Linked DNA regions of Zea mays: region 1 is linked to region 2. Evidence: chromatin contacts called from public Hi-C data. All regions are on one chromosome and are shown on one strand. The core of a region is the stretch at or near the end of the contact, and the rest is flanking DNA. Distances in the headings are between cores, read along the strand shown.

Region 1 (4,853 bases), core at 1,341-3,840, 150 kb before region 2:
ATATATACATGAAGGTTCCAGATGGAATAAATGTACTGGATCCAAAGGCAAATCGTAACATGTATTGTGTAAAATTGCAAAAGTCATTGTATGGCTTAAAACAATCAGGGCGTATGTGGTACAAGCGCTTAAGTAAATTCCTTTCCAAAAAATGATACACTAATAATGATGACTGTCCATGTGTTTGCATTAAGAATTCCACATCAGGTTTTTGCATCATATCAGTATATGTTGATGATCTTAACATCATTGGAAGTGATATTGATATAAATGAAGCACGTCATCATCTAAAGACGAAATTTGAAATGAAAGATTTGGGTAAAGCCAAATTTTGCTTGGGTTTACAGCTTGAGCATTTGCCTTCTGGCATATTCATATATCAAGAAGCCTATGTCCAAAAAATATTGGAGAAATTGAATATGAATAATTCATATCCCTCCAAAACTCCTATGGTTGTGAGATCTCTTGACATGGAGAAAGACCCATTCCGACCTAGAGAAGAGAAAGAAGATATTTTGGGTTCAAATTACCCATATCTAAGTGCAGCTGGTGCACTTATGTATTTAGCAAATAGTACCCGGCCGGACATTGCATTTGTAGTGAATCTACTTGCAAGATACAGCGCTGCTCCTACTAAACATCATTGGACACGAGTAAAACATATCCTTAGATATCTCAATGGTACAAGAGATTTTGGTATTTTCTATAAAAGAGGCCAAGACTCGACTTTAATTGGATATACAGATGCTGGCTATCTTTTAGATCCTCACAATGCCAGATCTCAAACATGCTTTGTTTATTTATATAGTGGAACAACTATCTCTTGGAAATCAACCAAACAAACTTTAGTAGCCACTTCCACAAATCATTCTGAAATAATTGCTACAATCTTGTGGTATAGGTTCTCTAAAATCACCTACCATTATCTATGAAGATAATGCAGCTTGTGTTATTCAGATGGAAACTGGTTATATTAAGAGCAATATCACTAAGCATATAGCTCCAAAATTATTTTTCCCTCATGAATTACAAAAGGATGGAGAAATAAATATATTGCGGACTAAATCATGCGACAATCTCGCGGATTTATTCACTAAGTCCCTACCTTACTCTACATTTTCAAAATATGTTGAAGGTATAGGTATGAGAAGATTTAGAGGCCTGCAAAATTCAGGGGGAGTAACTCTCACTGATACATAACAAGTTAACATCATATTGCACTCTTTTCTTTATGTGGTTTTTCTCTCACAAAGAGTTTTTATCATATAAAGATTTAATGAGACAATATTAATACGAGCGTATACCATATCACTCTTAATTTTCCCACAGGGTTTTTGTAAGGTGATATGAGGTATAGTAGAAATTTTAAATGCAGGATTTTCATTTGATGGACTCAATCAAGGAGGAGTGTTAAGGAAAAAATGATTTCGTCCACGTCAGCAATCCGGAGGAAGAAACACACTCAATATCAAAGGTGGAGATTAATCAAGATCGATGGTCATTAGTTAATAGAATTAGTGTTAATAATATTCCTTAATGTAAATCATGTTCCCAAACTCTCCCTCTCCTACGACGAGAAAACCATCCATGGTGAACGGACATATTTTCTGTCATTTCACTATGTATAAATATACACCACCATCGAATGAAAAAGAACATACATCATTTGCTTCGGTTTCTTCGTTTTCTAATAAGACAAATTATAAGTAAAAAACCAAACATGCTACGAATGTCGGACAAGGTTAGCTCCGGCAATTCCACAAGGATATTCAAGGCCCCAAAAACGGGGGGTGAAAAGGTTTGCGCCGTGACGAGGAGGAAAAGCCAAACTGGCGAAGCAACCGAGTCCAGCCGATGCTGCTTGTGTTAGTGTAATTTCAACGAAGTAGTAGCAAAAGCCGGTTCCAAAAGAATCTAACAAAAAACAAAGAGGAGCAGAGATTTTCAGCCCGGAAATCTCCGCCACAGGAGCAAGAACAAATTAGATGCTGTTCAAGTCTTCATGTACGTACGTTGTTGTTGTCGGGGAAATGGGAAGGAAAAGAACTACAGCAGCTGGATGGCCACCCACACAGACGACACGACACATCATGTCTTGATGGATTGTTTTTAACTTTTTTTTTGAAGGTGATGATCGGTGAAGCTGGCTTGACTAGACGACAGGACACCTTGATTGGCAACCGTTTCCGACCGCCACAGCAACTCTGGATTTAAAAAAGTTTGCCACCTGGTACGGTGTCGCCAACAATCTTGGATCTTGACTATAGTGCCACCGCGTGGCTGGTGGTCGGTGGCTCTGTCAAGTCTCAAACCAACCCTGGGGTGTGGCGTGGCGTGGTGCGTTGTGAAGGCTTCCTTCCTCTCGTATGCATGCAAGTGTTTCCTCTGGGTGTTCGTGCGCGGTACTCTGCTTCGACGCAAAGAAAAAGAATCCAATGACGGCGGCACGCAGTGGGCAGTGCCTAGGCAATTGCCCTGAAAGTAACGCGCTTTCGGCACCGACGCGGTCGGTCTCCTCTGCTCTCGGCTCAACTCTCTCTAGGAATCCTGTATGTATATATAAGGCGAGACAGGCACCCTCCTCTTCTCAGGAACCAACGAGGCAGCTTGTTGAAAGCTAATCATAAAGCCATTCGATCGTCGCAGTCACTAGACAAACAACAGCGATACGGATTAGTACTACGTACTACTACTACTAGCACTACAGCATGAGGGTAAGCCGACGGTTCCATCATGATCATTGGTAATTAAGGCTGACAAGCCTTGGCATTCCTCTTGTCACCTGACCGTACCACTACCAAGGGCAAGGGTACTTAATTATCAGTGTGGTCTCGTGCGCGTGCAGACGGAGATGGTGATCCGGATGGAGGAGGGGGGCTCCGAGAAGGGCCACGCCAAGGCCATGAAGGTGGCGGCGGCGACGCCGGGGGTGGAGTCGGTGACGCTGTCGGGGAAGGGCAAGAGCCTGCTGCGCGTGGTCGGCGACGGCGTCGACTGCAACCACCTCACCACCCGCCTGCGCCGCAAGGTGGGCCACGCAGACGTCGTCGAGCTGCGGACCATACACTCCGCCTACTCCGGCGGGTCCCGGACCGGCGGCAGCCTCTCGCGCGACGCCGGGTACGGGAACGGAGAGACCCACTACTACGGCTACGCCTATCCGACCACGACCACGACGGCTACGGCGGCGCCCGACTACTACTACCACTACGGCCAGCAACCGTCGTCCCAGTACTACAGCTACCAGCCGCCGCCTTACGCCGCTCCCGCCGCCGCCGTGCACTACGAGTACTACCCGGCCGCCGCTACCGACCCCAACGGCTGCTCCATCATGTAGTAGTACAGTATTATATTGCTACACTTGTTCAGTTTGTTCATAGCGTACGACATGTGTCCCTCTCGTCTCATCTGCTCCCTGTACATATGCTGCTAGCTAGTGCCATGCATTTCGTCTCCGCAACCGGACCGGGTTATTGTTTTTAGTTTGTACCCCGTTTCGTCACATGTGCTGTGTGCTGTGGATTCTGTGAATTGCTGTGATCAATGATACTTTTTTTTAAAAAAGAAACATATACTACTCTATAAGATTTTATTGTAGGCGTCCACACCCGTGCGCCACGTTCTACCATCGCGTCTATGTCGTTCTCGGTCGCCTCCCCCACGGCGCCATTCCATCCATAGCGCACGGTTCGGTCCCTTCCATCCATGGCAGTCGTGCTCCCTCCGCGCCCTTCCATCCATGGCAGCCGCTCCCTCTGCGCCAGATCTTTCTTCCCATCGATGCCAGCACCGTCGCCGGCCCCGCCGCGCAGGCGCACAGCAGCACCGCTGCCGCGAGCCTCGCCGCCATCCGCCCGCGACCACGGTGCGAGCTTCTTGGAGCCGACAATAGCCACTCGGGCCCACCGGACTGGGTTGCGAACGAGTGGCGAGATTTCGGGGATGCACTGTAAAGTGTACACTATAGTCTATACCGTAGCAACCGTGGTAGGAGAGGACGGGAGTGGGATTCTGGGTCGGAGCTCCATCGGCTCCAGGAAGTGAGGAGGATGGGGGAAGCTAGGAGGAGGAAGGGAAGCTGCTGGAATGGGGTGGTGGGACGTCGCGGATCCGGCTGGCCACAGTCCAGCCAGCTCCGAAGAGGCGAAGCGGAGGTATTTCGCCCCACCCCACGGTCACGGCCAACAACCTCAGACACGACGACGAAGAAGAAGATCCGGCCGGCGCGCCGCAGCAGGGCTCCATATCTGAAGGCGACCTGCGCGCTCTCCAGGCGGAGGGCGGTCTCAGACATGGCGGTTGTCGGCGCCGTGGCCCTCTCCACGCCCACGCCGACGCGAGCAAAGAAGCCTGATGTCACCAGGTAACGCGGCAGCACGAGTCGTCGTCGCAGACATACAGGTTTCTCCGGTGGCCAGGCAACCACCTGACCTGCTGCTTCCGTTTCTCGAAGCTTTCAGGTACCGGAAGCTGGGGAGTGGAGTCATACTCGAAGGTAGTGGTCGCAGACATACATGTTTCTCGCGGTTTTGAGCTATGTTTCTGAATTCCGATGGCTCATGGAACGAGCTGCGCTCGCTTCTTGATCTAAACTCTGAAGATGTCGTCAAGGGGGAGGGGGCCGAGGCGCGGGAGGGTGACCTGGTGCAGTTCAACTACGTGTGTCGCCGCGCGAACGGCTACTTCGTGCACAGGTGCGTGGTGGAGTTCCTAGATGCCATAGCATTGCTGTTCGGCGCGTGCACTGAAGACGCGTGCTACACAACTCCAGACTTTGAGTCGGATCGAGTCCAGGTAATCCGGTGGTCTCAGTCTAGCTCACCGTGGTTTCCATCTCTACCGCAACTCAGCAC
Region 2 (4,802 bases), core at 1,131-3,630:
TTTACATAGTCTTGGTACCCAATGCTTGTAGGAAGCTATCTATTTTATAAAGTGCTCTCTAAACGTTATATCTAGCTAGGATTTATATAGAAGCTATTGGAGCTACTCTTAATATGACACTACTTTAGTTCAATATATTAATTAGATAGAAAATAGATTCATGTACTAAGATAATTTATAAAGAACTAGAATTCTTATTTCATGTAAGTGCTTAAGTTTAAAAACATCATACAATATTTTTTCACCATATAATTGATGAATTGGTCGGCCCCCCTTATACTGTAATCCTGGCTCCGCCCCTGTGTGTGATATCTTAACTGTCACATCGCAGTATAAGAAAAAATGTAACTATCTTTTTGCTTATAGTGGACCATGACATTTAGACAAGCATGATTCATAACTCATATGAGTGGTCACTTAAGTCAATTAGTCGACATTCCAATGAGATGTTATAACATTATGACATGAATTTATTAAGCTTTCAGACCCATCAACTATACACACATTTATGTTTTTTTGTCTTGGATGATTAAGCGAGATATATGAATAAGAAGAAATAGATTAGCACTAATATTTTGGAGTTTTATGATCAACACATGAAATTTGTTTAAATTTTAGCGCGATGGAAATGATCAGTTTTAGATTCATGTGTGTTAATGTCTCGCGACAATGCATTTGTTATTGCTAGTGAGAAATACTACTTTATCTTATATATATTAAATACACTAATGGACAAGTCTTTCTTGCTAAATATTAATCCACTCGCTAACATTTGAATGAGTGGCCTGCTAATGGTAATAATCTATCAACTGAAAAAATATTCAATATGTATCATTTAACAATTAGAAATGTAATAGAAAGAACATTTGTTCAGTTGAAGATGAGGTAGGCTATACTAAGATGCAACTCATATTTTGATTTACAGAATCTGATGTTTTATAATCCGTAGTTAGTAACATTGAAATTTAATTTTGAATAAACCTAGCATGTAACTAATGTAATATATACAGATTATGATTATCAATGTTTGGTACATATTATGTAAATCTATAATCGATAGGGAAAGAGATATGGATGACTTACTTTTACAGAAAGTTGATTAAATAATATCTATTCAATCACATAAAGTTCAAAATAAAGTGGGTATGATTAATAATGTTCAATTATAAAATGAATAAAGCAATTTTAGAAATATCAAAGCTAATCAAATTTTTGTGGATTACTAAGCGAGACATGGTTGATTTATGATAAGTTCTATCATAAGTCAATAAGTGCATGACCAAATATATTTATATTTTTTTGCACGCATTGCATTGGTACATAATATTTTATAGATAACCTTTATAATTTTTTTCTTTAAATAACGAGAAAGGTAAGAAGTTAGTTTAGGATAAGGGTTACATTATTTCAAATGGCGATATGAACAATGCTTTTTTTCAAAAATATATATGTATATGTTAATTTTAAAACTTTTGTATTAAGAGAGAATTCTGCTAAATTGTTGAACAATCTAATGATACGGGATCGATTGTTGTAAACTATTCATGTGCTCTCTTTTTATTGTTAAATGAATTTTGATTTCAATTGGTAACTAACTGTTAGATGTTATATGACATGTTTATTTGTTGTATTGGTTTTGAATATAGAGAATTTAATGGGGCGAGAGAGAGTAAGTGTTTTGCTAGTGTCATATTATATTTGAATTTTTTATCATCTAAACAATATTTAGAATCTAATTCTAACAATTATTTTTTTTGCACGTTGAAAAAATATAATAAATTTGAGTTTAAGTTATTTAATTTTAATTGAATTTATTTGATAGAATGAGATTCAATTTTAACTAAACAAACAAGACTTAAAAATAAAGAAACAATAACATACTAAAAGCAAATTAAAATCTTATACAAATTAGAATATTGTCGCAAGAACATTTTATTTATACTAAATATATTTTAAATAATAAAATGGATTAAAATTTGAGAAAAATATTAATACTATATTTTATATCTTAATATATTTATTCTGATTTGTTAGAAGTCTTAGAAAGCAAATTATTTACTGAAAACACTAAATTATATAGTAATATAATTAGTTTTTAATATTAGATGAAATTAAAATTTAAGATTATGATTATTTATTTTTAACTTATTGGCACGGATGTATTCTTACCTTCCCCTCGTTATATAGATAGCCTCTCATCCTCCTCTTGATTGCGTACCGCACCACCAATGCCTCACCGCAACTTATCCTGTCCACACGGGGTCTCTCTATTCGGCCCAAGCTCGTAGTCGGCCACGCTTGCTACACAAATAGACGGCGTGGTCGCGTGGATATATTATGGGCTGCTTTCTTACCTTCCCCGGCCCGGCCTACTCGATGCGTTTAGTGGACGAAGCAGAATCGGGCCGAGCCTTGAATGACGACGGTACTAGACGCGACTGTATGCCATGGTGTGGTCCACGTGACGTGAGGGGCATTTACGTACTTTGACCGAAGAGAGTGGACATAAACGCTGTCGCTGTCCGGTGTCCTTGCCTGTGAAATTTGGGCTTCAAGACACTTCCAGAGCTCCAATAGAAGCTTCTCCACACTTGGCGCTCCTTTCCCACTTGTCCACTCAGCTCTCCAGACCGGAGCTCATATATCTCCCGCCATACATTGCACGTCCACCACAGCGATCTAGAACACGCAAGGAGCCAAGGACCCACGAGAAGCGAAGCTAGTCGGAGAGCAGAGGAGGGGCCCTACCAACAACGACGGACCAAGGTAGTAGTGCGAGTGTGTGTCAGGACTCCACCCACGGGCTCTCCAGTGGAAGGTGCGGCTGAAGAAGACGCGACGCAGAAGGCGACGCCGGTGGCTGATGAAGGCGCTGTGGAGAAGACGCCGGCTGTGAATGGGCCGCGAGTGGCAAGACGTGTTCGCAAGCCCAATGTGCGTGTATGTGGGCCGGAATGGTTGAGGCAGTAGTGAGAGGTACAAATATGTAATAAGCAGAACGCTTTGGACAGAGAATGATCAGAAATCACAATACCAATCCCCGCTTCCCCGCTATCTTCTTCTTCTTCTTGCCCACGAAACCTCTCTTCTCTGCTTCTGCTAACATTCTGGTATCAGATTCGTCGGTCCCGGGAGTCGTCGCTCTGGCGCAGTCTGTTGCTCACCATTACAACACTCGCTCGCAGCAACTTCGCCAAACAATGGATGCCAATACGAAGCTCATCCTTGATGAGATGACGAAGAAGTTTGCTGCGCTCGAGAATCAGTTCACGGAGGCTGATCGTCGCAAGGAAGGACGACTGGGCGCTCTGGAGTCGGCGACGGCCGATCTCGACCAGTGGCGGCCTAAGGTCGATGCCGCCATGGACGATCTGAAGTTGGAATTGCGCAAGCTCGGCAAACAAGTTGACCGATCCGTCCTCGAGCAGGCGCCGCTGCAACCTGGACTTCTCTCTAAGCCGGATTTCGCGAACAGCAATCTCGGCTTCACCAAACCAATCGGCCAGATCGGCCACCGCGACGATCACTTCCACCGGGATCAGGGTTTTGGATCGGACCCGATCCTCCTCCCTGGCCCGGTCAAGGGTACGGGACCTTCCCCTTCCTCCCCACCTCGTTTCCATGGTTCCTTATATGATGAGTGCTTAGCCCGTCAGCGTTTTCTGGACGCTGGTCCGCGTGCAGCCAGCAGAATGCCTCAACTGCCTTTTCACATGTTTGATGGCGATAATCCGCGACTTTGGATTTCGCGTTGTGAAAAATACTTCGACATGTATTCTGTTGAACCTGAGGCATGGGTCAAAATCGCTACTATGCATTTGACACCGTCTGTTGCTTGCTGGTTTCAGTCCTTAGAGCATCAGTATCATCATATTAGTTGGCCGTTGTTTTGCACCCTTCTTCATGGTCGTTACGGTCGTGATCAATACCAGTCGCTCTTGCGTCAGCTGTTTCGTATTAGGCAAACTGGTGTAGTTTCAGAGTATATTGAGAATTTTTCTACTCTGGTGGACCAATTATCAGCATATCAACACACAGCTGACCCACTGTACTTCACTACACGTTTTGTCGAAGGGCTAAGGCCTGATCTACGTGCTGTTGTTCTTCTGCAACGCCCTGGCGACCTGGATACTGCTTGTTGTTTGGCCCTTTTGCAGGAGGAAGTGACGGATCCGGGGCATCGTCGCGAGTTCCAGAAGCGTGATCCTGGTTTCTGGTCCAAACCGGGATACCGAGGCCCTTCTATGGTTGTTCAGTCTCATTCGGGCCAGACAAGCCAAGAGCCGCAAGGACTAAGCAAACCTTCCAACACACATGTTCCCTCCACTGATGACAAGTTCAAGGCTCTCCGAGCGTATAGGCGTGCTAAAGGGCTGTGTGACCGCTGTGCTGAGAAGTGGTCTAAGGGTCATACATGTGCTACAACAGTTCAACTTCATGCCATGCAAGAAGTCTTTGAATTATTCCAGGTGGCAGACTCAGATGCACAAGAAATTGCAGCGGATGTGTTGGGTAATGAACAAATATTTTTGGCTCTTTCACCTGCACCCTTGTCTGGACAGACAGCTAAGAGAGCCTTACAATTTATGGGGTCAATGCATCAGTATCCTCTCCATATTTTGGTAGACTCTGGCAGTACCCATTCATTTCTGAGCCAGCACATGGTGGACAAAATTGGTTCTCTTCAGTTGGTGCCTACAAATGTTCAGGTTAAGGTTGCTGATGGTAATGTGTTACAGTGTATGGCTGTCTTACCTCAAGCTGAATGGACAATTCAACAGTGCACTTTTATTCAAGATCTC

Evidence for each region. Hi-C and Micro-C count contacts between places; a contact is called where the count stands out from the background.
Region 1: a Hi-C map of ear shows a contact between it and region 2, with 1.9 times the contacts expected there. The contact joins the promoter of LOC100278087 here to the enhancer-like site in region 2. A contact is called at or near these places in 2 of 25 Hi-C or Micro-C datasets (ear and leaf).

The regions. Positions count from the first base shown.
Region 1 is chr5:181,849,053-181,853,905 of Zm-B73-REFERENCE-NAM-5.0, reverse strand. LOC100278087 reads left to right here and starts at 2,590. Exons shown (of 2, transcript NM_001352753.1): 1 at 2,590-2,714; 2 at 2,846-3,558. The coding sequence starts at 2,709. The coding sequence ends at 3,337.
Region 2 is chr5:181,697,494-181,702,295 of Zm-B73-REFERENCE-NAM-5.0, reverse strand. No RefSeq gene overlaps it. Among protein-coding and RNA genes, the nearest start is that of LOC100191881, 5.7 kb to the right of the region's middle. Within about 2 kb of position 2,380, at least 18 of the 20 cell types and tissues checked have an H3K27ac peak or open chromatin away from gene starts, as enhancers often do. A contact at or near this core is called in ear and leaf, where this site is marked.